4 separate regions of the Mus musculus genome follow, and all the other regions are linked to region 3. A link is a contact called in public HiChIP or PLAC-seq and promoter capture Hi-C data. All regions are on one chromosome and are shown on one strand. The core of a region is the stretch at or near the end of the contact, and the rest is flanking DNA. Distances in the headings are between cores, read along the strand shown.

Region 1 (2,904 bases), core at 143-2,642, 570 kb after region 3:
CGTACCAGTTTTCTCCTTGATTTCACACAGGACACTAAACAGGGCAGGTTTCATTCGGTGACAGTTTAGGGCATGTTTCCTTAGGAGGAACGGGAGGAGAGAAAGGGTTCAGGCAGGAGAAAGACGAGAGGGGTGCCAGGGTGCAAGGTGGGGGCATAATCTGCGAGGGGGTTAAGTGGGAATCGGGGTAGAGTGGAGTCCGAGGGATAGTTGAGATCAGCTGCCATAGCTTCGGGAAGCGGCAGGGTCACAGGAAGCAGAAGATGCAGGCAGTGGGGCTAAAGTCACTATGGGCGGGCTGAGGCTAAGAGGGATGGTTCAAGCAAAAAGATGGAGCAAGGATCTAGAGATGACTGAAGAAATAAAGGTGACTAGGTAGGTTGTGGAGTAGAGAACCGGAGGCTGTCAGTGTGAGGCGGTAGGGGGCCTGAGAAAGGTGGGGGGGGGGGTGCCCTGCTACCTGGGAGTTCAGTACAGAATGTGTGGGCTGAGCAGGGGGAAGGCTGTTGAGGACTCTTGGAGGCCCCGACCTCCGTGGAAGGGAATGTGTGGAGATCCTGGATCCGTACGCGGAGAATGGGGTGGGCTAGCCGGATAGTTAGGGAAGACAGCTTTGGCTGAGAACAGTTTCTAAGTCTGGGAGCCAAGAGATGGGCCAGAGTTGACTGTAGGGGTCAGCAAAAGGTTAGGAGGGAGTGAGACCACCTGGGGTTCGCTCTGTGGAGGAGGCTTTAGGGCCTAGGGGCAAAGCAAGCTTTGAGAGAACACTAGAACTAAGGAAAGAAAAGAGTTGCAAGATCCAGAGAGGGCCCTGGGGGAGGGGGGCTTGCAGAGGACTCAGAGCTGTGAGCGGGGTCCCGGGGTGGGGGCACTCACTTGGCCTGGGCCTCGTCCAGGCTCTGGTCCGTGATGGTCATTATCTGTTGCAGAATGTCCCCGATGTCTTGCTTCCCTCGGCCTCCCGGGACCCCCCCACTTCCCCCACCGGGGTCTCCGCCACCGGGAGGCTCGCCAGGGCCCCCGGGCTCCGCACCTACCAGCCCCAGACCCCCACGGCCCCCGCCCGGAGGAGGCGGCCCCAGCAGCCGCTCGTCCATAGCTGGGGGGGGGCCTGAGGCCCCCTCCCTGCTCGCCCCTCCCCCCGCCGGGTGACTTCCCCCCCAAACTCGCTGGGGCCGCTGCTCCCTCCGCCCCAACCCCGCCCGGCAACCCGCCTCCCGGCTCCCCTCGGGGGTTCACCCCGGCACTGAAGGGGAGACCCGGGGTGCCGCCTGGGCACCCCCACAGGAGACCCCGGCCCCCGGCGGCGGAGAAAATGGAGCCGGAGAGAGAGAGAGAGAGAGAGGAGGCCCAAGCGGGGGTGTGTGTGCGAGAGGAGGGAGGAGGGAGAAGGGGGAACGAGGGAGGCGGCTGGGGGAGGGGAGCGGGAGGAAGAGGAGGGGAGGAGAGGAGGAACGGGGAGGAGCCGGGGGCGGGGAGACGCAGGCCAGGCGGCGGCGGCGGCGGCGGGTGGAGGCGGGGAGCGGCCGGGCGGCCGGGGAGAGACTGGGTTGGCCTCGGCGCTGGCCGAAAGGGCGCTGGGGTGGGTGTCTCGGCCACCTGGGTTCCGAGGCCATGGTCGGGTGGTGCGGACTCCGGCCTCTGGAATGTTCTCCGACAGCTCGGTTCATATTTCTTGTTCTAATGACTCCCCTCCTTGTTCGACTTAATTAAAACCGGGAGACTGGGGGCTGGGGGAGATGATTAGGGAGGTCTCCAGCCGCTGCTTAATGAGCCAGTAATTAACCAGCCAGGGAGGGGAGCTGGCCTCTGGCCAGATCGCTGAGAGCGGCTGCCCCAGGCCTCACCTACCCACCTTGCACCCCCCCACACACACCCCCAGATACCAGTCTTCAGTCCAGAGGGGAATTATGTTTATTCATACAACCAAAACATCAGACAGACTCAGCAGCAGGGTGGGGGCGGGGTAAGAGTCGCTTCACCGCCTCTGGGCCCCTCTGCCTTGGGGCCTGAGACTGCTAGTGCTGGACAATTGTCTTACTCTTCCCTTTTTTTCTCACTAGGCAGGGGCAGGCCGCAGCCCTCACACCCTGTTTAGTAGCTTGACAGCTCAGGATAGAGACTCTTTAACTGTCCTCGGGAGTTGTGTCCACCCTACCTTGCTTATCTTCATGGTTAGAGTACTTGTCCCAAGTCCAGTCCCCAGGGAAAGTGGGTGGTAAATACAGCAATTTTAGCCGGGTCTTCCATCTCTGGTTACCCCTGCCAAACAGGGTTGAAGACCTTCGGGGAGTGTCCCAGCTTTGAGTCCCAGAGAGAAGGGACTGGTGAGGAGCTCCGGTCTCAGCAGGTGTGTGTAGGAGGCCGGGATCTCTGCTCCTCCATTCGACCTCCACCCTGAACTCTCAGCAGCAACTCCAGAAGCTCCTGCCCCCCGGGGGGAAGGGGCGGGTCAGACCGTTGGGCTTCAATCCGCTGGCACTAGAAACGTGGAGGGAGAAAAGGGCATTGGTAGCCCATAATGGTTTTGGGTAAGAGAGGCCAGGGTTGGTGTGGGGCAGATAGGAAATCTGTGATGGGGATGGGGAGACTAGAGGCTTACCAAAGGACATATGCTTAGGGACAAAGAAGTTAGGGCTCAGGCAGAAGGCCAGCTAGGAGACCTGGGTCTTGTCTCCATGGATGCATGTGGGGTGGGATGTGCCTTACCTGGTGACTAAGGATGGTGCTGTAGAGCTGTTCTTTGTCTTCAAGAAGCCGGGGTGGGGCTGGGGCTAGGTTTGGTGGGGCCTCGGGGGTGTGGAAGGTGGCCCTCTGTTCCTCTAGGCGGCGGGACTGGGCTTCGGCCACTAGGTCCAGAAGGAGCTCAGTCTGCAGGGAGAGCAGGGAGCCAGAACGGGGCCC
Region 2 (2,816 bases), core at 52-2,551, 540 kb before region 3:
GTCCCTGGGTTTGTAAACTGGAGACCCAGCCTGCCTTGGCTTCTCCCTAGGGGCAGCTTATCTTCCTGGTAGGTTTTTTGTGTGTACTTGTCTTGGTTTGTTTGGACTTCGTGTCTTTCTTGAGACTCTTTGGAAATGCTTTTTGGGTGTGAGTTTTGAGTCAGTTGGGATGTGTTTGTAACCGGGTGGTGAGACCGGAGACTTTACTGTGACCTGACATTATCCGGGGACTTGGCAGGTATGGGGGGGGGGGTGGCGTTGGAGAGAGGTAGGAATGACAGGTGGTGCTGAATGGGACGGAACACCTCCCACACTCCCACACTAGCTCTGTTGTCCTCCCTGCCTCTATCTCTCCGGTCCATGGCTCAGCAGCTCTCTCCGTTCATTGTCTCCTTGTATCCCTGGGTCATGCGTTCCTGTGCTTTGGGCAGTGTCTTTATTTTTCAGGGCGCCTATCTATCTTCCTCCCCCACCCCCACCTCGTCTTGGCTCCATTTTGCCCTTCTCCTTGCCAGAAGCCAGACTCTGCGGCTTCCACCAGGGACCGAGCTGACTGACTGGGACTGAGGGAGGCTTGCCTGAGAAAGACTGCAGAGTTAGCCTGGATGAAGCAGGGATCCCAGGGGGATCCGGAGCTTGGGGGTTTGAATCTCAGGGATCCTGAGAAGACAGGAGGGAGCTGCCAAGCTGGGGAGAGGTTCTGGAAGAAGGGAACAGAAAAAAGTTGAGACTAAAAGAGTGTGACCGGCTCTCAGACTTGGGGCGCGCGGGGATGGGGGGAGTGATTTAGGTTGGGATCCGGAGGAGGGGTGTGTGCCAAATGGTGACAAATGGGGTGGAGTGTGAACCTAGAGGGTCTGGCTAGACAGGTGAGCCCGGCTCCCTTCCCCCAGCCGGGCTGCAGCTCTCGCTCCGGTGCTGGGCCTGTGGGAACCCGTTCCTTCCTGCGTGCCCTGGGGCCGCTTCTCCGTGCTTCTCTCCCTCTCTCCAGGAACCGAGCCCAGAAAAAGGGGAGGAGGGACGGCGCCAACTCTCCCCACCCCCGAGCCACCGCGCGGGGTCCCTAGGGGGCTTAGCGGGCCCCTGATGGTGCTGCTGTACCCCAGCATCGGGGTGGCGGGGGATGGGCGTGCGGATCACCTAGTGGAGGCTACGCGCTGGGGAGCACTTGCAGGGCGGGTACCGCACTAGGAGAGGAGCGAGGGGCGGCGCCGGGCGTGGGAGCGCGGGCGCCGGGGCGGGAGTACCGGCGGGGGACGGGCGCGGGGAGGCGGCGCCTGGGCGCGATCCGGCCCCGCGCTGGCTCCTCTCCCCGGAACAGGCCCCCGACAGCTGCTCGCGGGAGCCGCCTCCCGACACCCGAGCCCCGCCGGCGCCTGCGCTCCCCTCCCGCGCCCCGCCGCCGAGGAGGCCCCAAGCCGGGGCCTGACGCCCGGGTCCGCCCCGGAGAGCCATGAGAGGTAGGGACTGAGGCGGGGACGAGCAAGAGGCAAGGGGAGCGGGTTGGGGAACCCCAGTTATGTTTGCTGCCCCGGGATTTTGACTCTCCATCCAAAGCAGAGGGTCCTGACTTTCCGAGAAACTATTCCGAAAAGAGAGCGAGGACCTCTCTTTTCTTGGGTGAGGGGAGAACCTAACTCCAAGAGGACAGGTGCGCGCATATGTAGCCCACTGAGTCATCCTATCGGTGCCTACCCCTCAACCTCCGGTGCCATGCTTACGGACATGCTCGGTTAAGCTGCCCAGGCCAGAGGGAGCCAGCCTGACGCCCAACCTACCAGACCAGCCACGCTCCGTGGTTGCCGGGTTGTGCCAAGAGACGAGGTCACCGCCCAATGAGCAACGCTCCCAGGCTCCCTTTCTGGCCAGGCAATTCTTTTCAGCACCCCCTCTCCCAGCCACCGCCCGGCTGGCCTACAACTGAGTGGCTGAGAAGGATGGAGGTGTGTCCAGACTCGTGTGGCACTCACTGTAGGGACAGGTCACACACAGTAGAATGCTTGAGAACAGGGAGAGATGGTCCTTGTTTTTCTTGCTGTTCTTCCCACCTGAGTCCCACCTGTTCCTGCCTGCTCTTGGCTTCCCTCTGGCTCAGTCACTCTGGATGTTTGGGGGTGGGTGGCTCCGTTCTCTGAGGATCCTGTACCTCAGGGCCTGCGTGTGGCTCACTTTGTCTTCTGATTATAGGAGCTTGTGTCTGCCGTTTAGTATTCGCTAAATGGTGAGATCTGACTTTATAGATTACCTCGGGGTTTGTGGCACACACCTGTAATTAGCCTCTGGTGATAAAGAACTGAAGGTCAGCCTTCCTTGGCATCGTAGTTGAACTTGAGACCTTGTCTCAAACAAAACAAAACAAACAAACAAAAACCCCAACCAACTATCTTGCTGTTAGGAGTACAGGTCTTTAGTTCCAGCACTCGAGTGGCAGAGGCAGGAGAATCTCTCTGAGTTCCAGGCTAGCCAGGGCTACACAGTGAGACAACAAAACCCAAGCAACTAACCAGTCCTTCTCCCCGCCCCAAAGCAACACAAAGAAATCAAACGCACACACAGAAGATGTCAAGATCTGTGTGGAGTGGTGCTGGCTTCGGCAACACATATACTAAAATTGGAAAGATACAGAGAAGACTAATGCGGCCCCTATACAAGCATGACACGGAAATTCATGAACGGTCCTTAATTTTTAAATGATGGAAGATGGAATTTAATGGAGGAGTTGTCTTTAAAGCTACTTGAGGTCCAGGTAATACTTAATAAAATTAGACAGGCGTGGTGGTGCACGCCTTTAATCCCAGCACTTGGGAGGCAGAGGC
Region 3 (2,712 bases), core at 18-2,517:
ATGTAGATATGCATACAAATAAAATAAAAACAAATAAATGTTTCTAGAGTTAGGAAAATGGCTCAGCGGATGAAATGCTTGCTAACAAGCATGAGGACCTAAGTTTGGACCTCCTGTACTCATGTCCAGGCTGGGCAGATCACTCCTGTCTGTAACTTCAGCACCGGGATGCAGAGATAGAAAGATCTCAAGCTCTTTGGCCAGTCCATATGGAATCTGAGCTCAGCCATCCAAGTATCAAGATTCACTGAAAGATGAAAAGAATGTCTCAAAAAATAAAGTGTTTGCGCGAGCCCTCTGGACGTCAACCTCTGGTTTGTAAAGGCCAGTGAGCACCCACCAATATACATAAAAATTCACAGGAAAATGTTGAGTAAGTGTAAGTGTGGTGAGAGGCAAAGATTTCTACAGTCAAGTACTAAGAAACAAAGAGGGGAAGTAGTACGACCTTTAAAGCTGAAACTCATTGTTGAAGGAACATTAATTATAAAAACAGTTTTTAAAACTATTGAGCATAAAAATTAAATGTCAAATATCCGCCGTAGTTAGTCGCTGCTAAAATTTGGAAGAGTAGGTCATTCCTTGCCTTTGTTCAAATTGTTTGCATATATTATGCAAATACCCAGAACCATTCGAAGAACGCCTACTCGAAGAAAGTCAATGATACACTCCTCTGGACCCTTTGATTGGCTTGCCTATCCACTTCATTTGCATGACGTGATTTGATAACTGGAAAGCCCCGCCTCCCTGACGCGTTTACCTCTCACGAATGGACACCAGACCTGAAATTCTTCCAGGGTCTATGTAACTCCGCCCTCGACTAACTAATCCCTTCCATTCGTCGCAGTTCTTTCCGTCTTCTCCGCTGAGAGTGACCGGGGCCTAGCATCCCTTCCCTGCGTGTCTCTCGGCTCCCAGCCGTCCGCGGACCAACTACGCATGCGCATCCTTTTTCTCCCACCATCCGTCGTGTAAATTCTGCGCCCCAACGGCCTCGCATTCCGCCCGGTCTACGCGTCTCAACTGCCGACGCCAAGACGTCTCCCTAGCCAACCGGCGTCCTAGCGTCTGTAAGTCCCTCCCCTTTATGCAAATATCCTCCACACACTGCCTTTATTTTTTTAAAGTAGGGACAGCCCTGAAGAGCGGAGGGGTCGGAGAGTAAGGGCTCCGCCCCCTATGCAAATAAGGGGGCGTGCCCAGCCGCGGAGGGAGGCGGGAGGTGGGGGGTGTTCCCGGGGGCGGCGGTTGCCCGGATGGGCCGTTAGTCGGAGCCCAGCCGCGGAGTGAGCGAGGGAGACGGGAGGAGCCGAGCGCGGCGCCATCCGCCGCCATCCGCCCCCGCCCCGCCGCCATCCGCCCCGGGAAGCCTTTGAGCCCGGGTCCCGGACCCCCACGCACCCGGCTAGGTGAGTCTGGGCGAGCTGGGCGCTGACGCCCTTTCCGGCGCGGGGCGGCGGCAGCGGCGGCGGCGGGCCGGGGGAGAAGCTGCCATCAGCCGCCGCCATCTTGTCCTCCTGCCGCCGGCCTGCCCCTCCCCCTCGGCCTGCGCCGGCCGCTCCCAGGCCGCTGTGGAGGGCTGGGGGCGGCCGCGGCCCAGCAGCCTGCTCCTCAGGGCACGACCGCGCTCCAGGCCGCGGTTCCTGCTCGCGTCGCGCCCTCGGCCCCTCGGCCGGCCCGGGGCCCCTCCGCCGCCTGTAGACCTACCCTTTGAGGGGCTCTTGGTGTTTCTGGAGCCCTTGCTGCCACCCGGCGCTATGGCTCCCGGTCTTTCTTGGTCTTTGCGTCGAGTCACTCTGGTTCTGGAGCCCCGCTTTCGGCCAGCATCTTCGCCTTTCTGCGTCCCCCAAGCCTCTGCGTTCCCTTTTCCCCCCATGGCCCTATCTCCTCCTCTTCCCTCTTTTCTTCTGAGCTCCCCTGACACTGCCCCTTGTCAGCCTTCCTCAGCCGTTCCTGCTTCCCTCCCTGCTTTCTGCTTGATTCTCTCTTTAGCAGTTGAAATCTGTCTGCTCTACGGTTTTTCTGCTTTCTCCCCCTTTCATGGTAGATTTCAGATTGCCTTCCTTAAGTGCCTAGAGAGCAACCCCTGTCTTCTTTTCTCTGGCTTGTGGTAAAGTTAGTTCTCTCCCCGATTTTGGCTTTCATCCTAGGCCTGCATGCTTTCTTGCTATCTTCCATCTCTTTTTCACACTGTTCCCACCCACAAATGAATGCCCGGTCACTCGAGGATGGATTCAGATGTAGAGTTTTTCCTGCCTGAGGAGTAAGGGCTGTTAGGGGAACAAATGACTGCTTATGAAGAGACTGGATGAGGATAAAAATGGTAGTTGGTTCTGGGTTTGGCCTCTGCTGCCTGGCCCATGGTTACAGGGTGTTGTCGAGGTAGCTCCGTCATGCTGTGGTTTTCCTCAGTTTTACATGGGGTCCACTAGTTTTTTGTTTTTTTGTTTTTTTCTGCCAGCAGAATTGTTTCCAAGAGCCTGTGTGGGGGCTATGTAAGGAATAGATGGAATATTTTGCATCCAGGGGTTCTGTGGAGCCCCTGTTGTTTAGTAAGGCTTAGTCTGGCACCAGCTCCTGGTCTGAGAGCAAGCTCATAAAAATCCTTAAGCTCCCAGCATACCTTCCTTCAAACCTCCCAGATGGGACTTAAGGCTGCTGGGAATGAAACCTGGGACACAGGGCCCTGGGGCGTGATTAGGGAGCTGGTGT
Region 4 (2,700 bases), core at 198-2,697, 540 kb after region 3:
GCGGGGCGGCGGCCGCAGGCGGTGGTGGGGGAAGTGGACCCTCGAAGCGAGTCTCCTGCAGATAAGGGTCGGGTGGCATGCGGGGTAAGGTAGCACAGCCGGGTGGGGGAGCCCCAGCGGCGGGGCCGGGCGGGGCATGGTGGGGGGGCCGCGGTAGCGTGGCGGAAGACGAAGGACCGCGTTGAGCACTGGCCGCAGCAGAGGCCAGGCCACCTGCTCCTAAGCGCGGGAGGGTGGCGGTGCCAGACTGGTGGTAATGGTGGTGGTGGTGGTGATGTGAGGATGGGGCCGTTTGTGGGGGCGGGATGGGGGGCTCGGCCGGTGGCTGGGGGGCATTGTAGGGCGGCGGTGAAGTGTGGGGAACCGAGTCTGGAAGGCCTGGCCATGGAAAAGCCGAGGAGAGGATAAGGGGAGAGAGAAGACAGCAGAGATCAGAAGGGTAAGAGACATGAGACAGCAAGAGATGGAGAAAGAGCGAGGGAGATACAGCCGAGACGACATCTCCCATTTTGGGGTCAGGGAAGGGGTTGTATGTAGGCCACCTGGCCCCAATCTAGTTTTGCCGTCACAACTGTCACAGCTCCTCCCAGGCTCCGCTGCTGTCAACCACAACCCTCATTCAGGGTTGTCTCTGAGCCAGCTGTCCCCTCTTCCTGCACATGTGGTCGTGTCACAGGGGTCATGCACGCTCAGTTTAACATTTCCACTTTGCTTCAGGTGGAGTTACCTGGGAATCTCATGGGCCTCCGTTAAGGTCCATGACAAAGCTTCTGGGACTAGGCATAGTGGTTCATGCCTGTAATCCTTGTACTTGTGAAGCAGCCGGGGAAGGGTGAAGAACTGGGAAGTTCAAGACCAGCCTGGGCTACAGAGGGGAATCTCATCTCAAAGAAGAAAAAAAATTGTCTTCTAGATATTACTTTCCCAACAACCCAGTCTGATTAAGTCTCCGTTATTTTTCCACTGGGTGTCTCCATGCCACTGAACCGGTGACTGTCCATCTGTCACTCCCAGGGATGATGTCCCTGCAGAACCTGGCTCTGCCTCCCTTTCCATTTCAAAACTGCACCCCCCCCCCATGTTGTTGACAAGGGACCAAGGGACAGAGGCAGACTGACCCGAAGGAAGAGAAGGATGGGATATAGAAAGGGGAGGGGGTGGGGTATGCATGGAGAGAAGGAATGGAACTGAGCCACACAACATCCCAGAGGGGGTCAAAGAAGGGGATTAGGGCAAGTGGAGGTTAGGTAGGAGATGACAGAGGGGGTTGGGGGAGGGATATATATATATATAGTTTTTTTTTTACCTGACTTTTCTGACGACATGTTTGCAATCGTTGGGACAGGGTCTCTGAAGCTGGAGTCAGGGCCCCCTGACTGCTGGCGCAGGAGTCTTAGTGTCTCAGTCCGGGATGGCGCAGCGGCGGTAGCAGCAGCAGCGCGGAAATGGAGAGATGAAGACAGTGTGTGTTGGGGGGGGGGGGTGGCTGGGGGGGAGCTTAAAGGGACCGAGGCAGGGATGGGGGAGAGCTTCAGAAGTCTCCCCCCGAAAAACTCGGTTTCTCTCTGCTTCTGGACCACCTCTTTCCTCCTCTCACCCTGGCAGTCAAGCCCCCAGTTTAGCTCCCTTGGAGTTGTCATGGAAACCGGGAGGCAAGACCAGGCAAGGCGGGTGGGACTAAGAGAAGGAGGGAGGGAGGGAGAAATCTCTAGAGCCTCTCCCGCAAAGACTCGCTGTAGTGATTATATTGTGAGAAGAAGCCAGCTCAATGGATTTACCACACTTATCTCCAGACCCCGTTCAAGCAGTCCCTGCTCATCCATGGGGTTGCTCCCTCAGTTTCCCTCAGAACATCCTGCAAGATAGTTCTAGGTTTCTCCAGGTGTGAGACAGAACTGTACAAAGAGTGGAACCAAGAGGTTCAGACCCCCCCTCCCCCATATACAGCCTGACAATAGAGGTAAGATGCTGACTGTGGCTAAAGAAAAGGAGAAAAAGAAAGCGCCTGTGGGGGTACACAGGTACCTTCTTTCTCTAGGGTTATAAGAAGCTGAAATGCTTCATCAGAGGGAAGCAAGCTCTAATTGCTTGTTTGTGACAGGCAGGTTTGGAAAAGCGTGCTTGTTGGGGGCTGAAGAGTTCTTGGTCCAGTCAGCAGTCACAACCTCTCCTTAAAGCACTCCCTCTCTCCCCCCTCCTCCTGCCCCAAGACGCAGATCCACCCCCGGAGTCAACCCAAGACACAGCGGTGACTTCCACTCTTTTTATTTGCTTTTTGTGTCTTGTAAGGGCGTGGGTGGGGAGGTGGGGTAAGGATAGGCCCTCTACAGAGGTTACACCAGTTGAGCCTTTTTTGCAGAAACCTAGCAGGAGAATCAGAAACACCCCTTTAGGATTTTCCAACTCTCTCCAGAGACAGTTGCTCTAGGACAAAGCCCCTCTGGTGGCGTCCTGGAGAGCAGTCTCCAAAGCCCTGGCTTGAGCCCGTTCCAGGTCTGAGAAATTTTTACCCACGGCCTCATACCGGTGGTTCTGGTTTTTCAACCGTGCATGGATCAGAGGGAACCTTGGACCCATCCCTCCCACACCATCTTCAATACACGCTTCTGGTTTTATTAAGTTCAGATTAAACAAAGTCCCTGAGTACAGGCCTTGAAGCTCAGAAACCCTGCAAACTTATTTAATTGCTAAGTAAAAGCA

The links. Promoter capture Hi-C pulls out the DNA fragments that hold promoters and counts their contacts. HiChIP or PLAC-seq counts read pairs in DNA pulled down with a chosen protein or histone mark.
Region 1: a promoter capture Hi-C map of liver shows a contact between it and region 3. The contact joins the promoter of Pbx2 here to the promoter of Prrc2a in region 3. A contact is called at or near these places in 9 of 39 promoter capture datasets (the 3T3-L1 cell line, the HPC-7 cell line, cranial neural crest and 4 more), 1 of 484 Hi-C or Micro-C datasets (myocytes), 2 of 115 datasets of contacts at active chromatin or transcription factors (memory CD8 T cells and pancreatic cancer cells) and 2 of 9 other capture datasets (embryonic stem cells and liver).
Region 2: an H3K4me3 HiChIP or PLAC-seq map of embryonic forebrain shows a contact between it and region 3, with 2.1 times the contacts expected there. The contact joins the promoter of Ddr1 here to the promoter of Prrc2a in region 3. A contact is called at or near these places in 1 of 39 promoter capture datasets (cranial neural crest) and 2 of 115 datasets of contacts at active chromatin or transcription factors (embryonic forebrain and pancreatic cancer cells).
Region 4: a promoter capture Hi-C map of liver shows a contact between it and region 3, with 4 times the contacts expected there. The contact joins the promoter of Prrt1 here to the promoter of Prrc2a in region 3. A contact is called at or near these places in 13 of 39 promoter capture datasets (the 3T3-L1 cell line, cranial neural crest, embryonic stem cells and 8 more), 1 of 484 Hi-C or Micro-C datasets (cerebellum) and 1 of 9 other capture datasets (adipose tissue).

Annotation. Positions count from the first base shown.
Region 1 is chr17:34,590,747-34,593,650 of GRCm38.p6, reverse strand. It overlaps Pbx2 (pre B cell leukemia homeobox 2), which reads right to left and starts at 1,392. Exons shown (of 9, transcript NM_017463.3): 1 at 877-1,392; 2 at 6-79. The coding sequence starts at 1,097. It overlaps Gpsm3 (G-protein signalling modulator 3 (AGS3-like, C. elegans)), which reads right to left. Exons shown (of 4, transcript NM_134116.5): 3 at 2,710-2,904; 4 at 1,897-2,481. The coding sequence ends at 2,344.
Region 2 is chr17:35,699,075-35,701,890 of GRCm38.p6, reverse strand. Ddr1 (discoidin domain receptor family, member 1) reads left to right here and starts at 1,301. Exons shown (of 18, transcript NM_001198833.1): 1 at 1,301-1,460. LOC115488883 (a small nuclear RNA gene) reads left to right here and starts at 2,582; the gene lies at 2,582-2,688.
Region 3 is chr17:35,163,432-35,166,143 of GRCm38.p6, reverse strand. Prrc2a (proline-rich coiled-coil 2A) reads left to right here and starts at 1,267. Exons shown (of 31, transcript NM_020027.3): 1 at 1,267-1,409.
Region 4 is chr17:34,628,311-34,631,010 of GRCm38.p6, reverse strand. Prrt1 (proline-rich transmembrane protein 1) reads right to left here and starts at 1,447. Exons shown (of 4, transcript NM_030890.2): 1 at 1,307-1,447; 2 at 1-378. The coding sequence starts at 1,325. It also overlaps a transcript of Ppt2 not described here.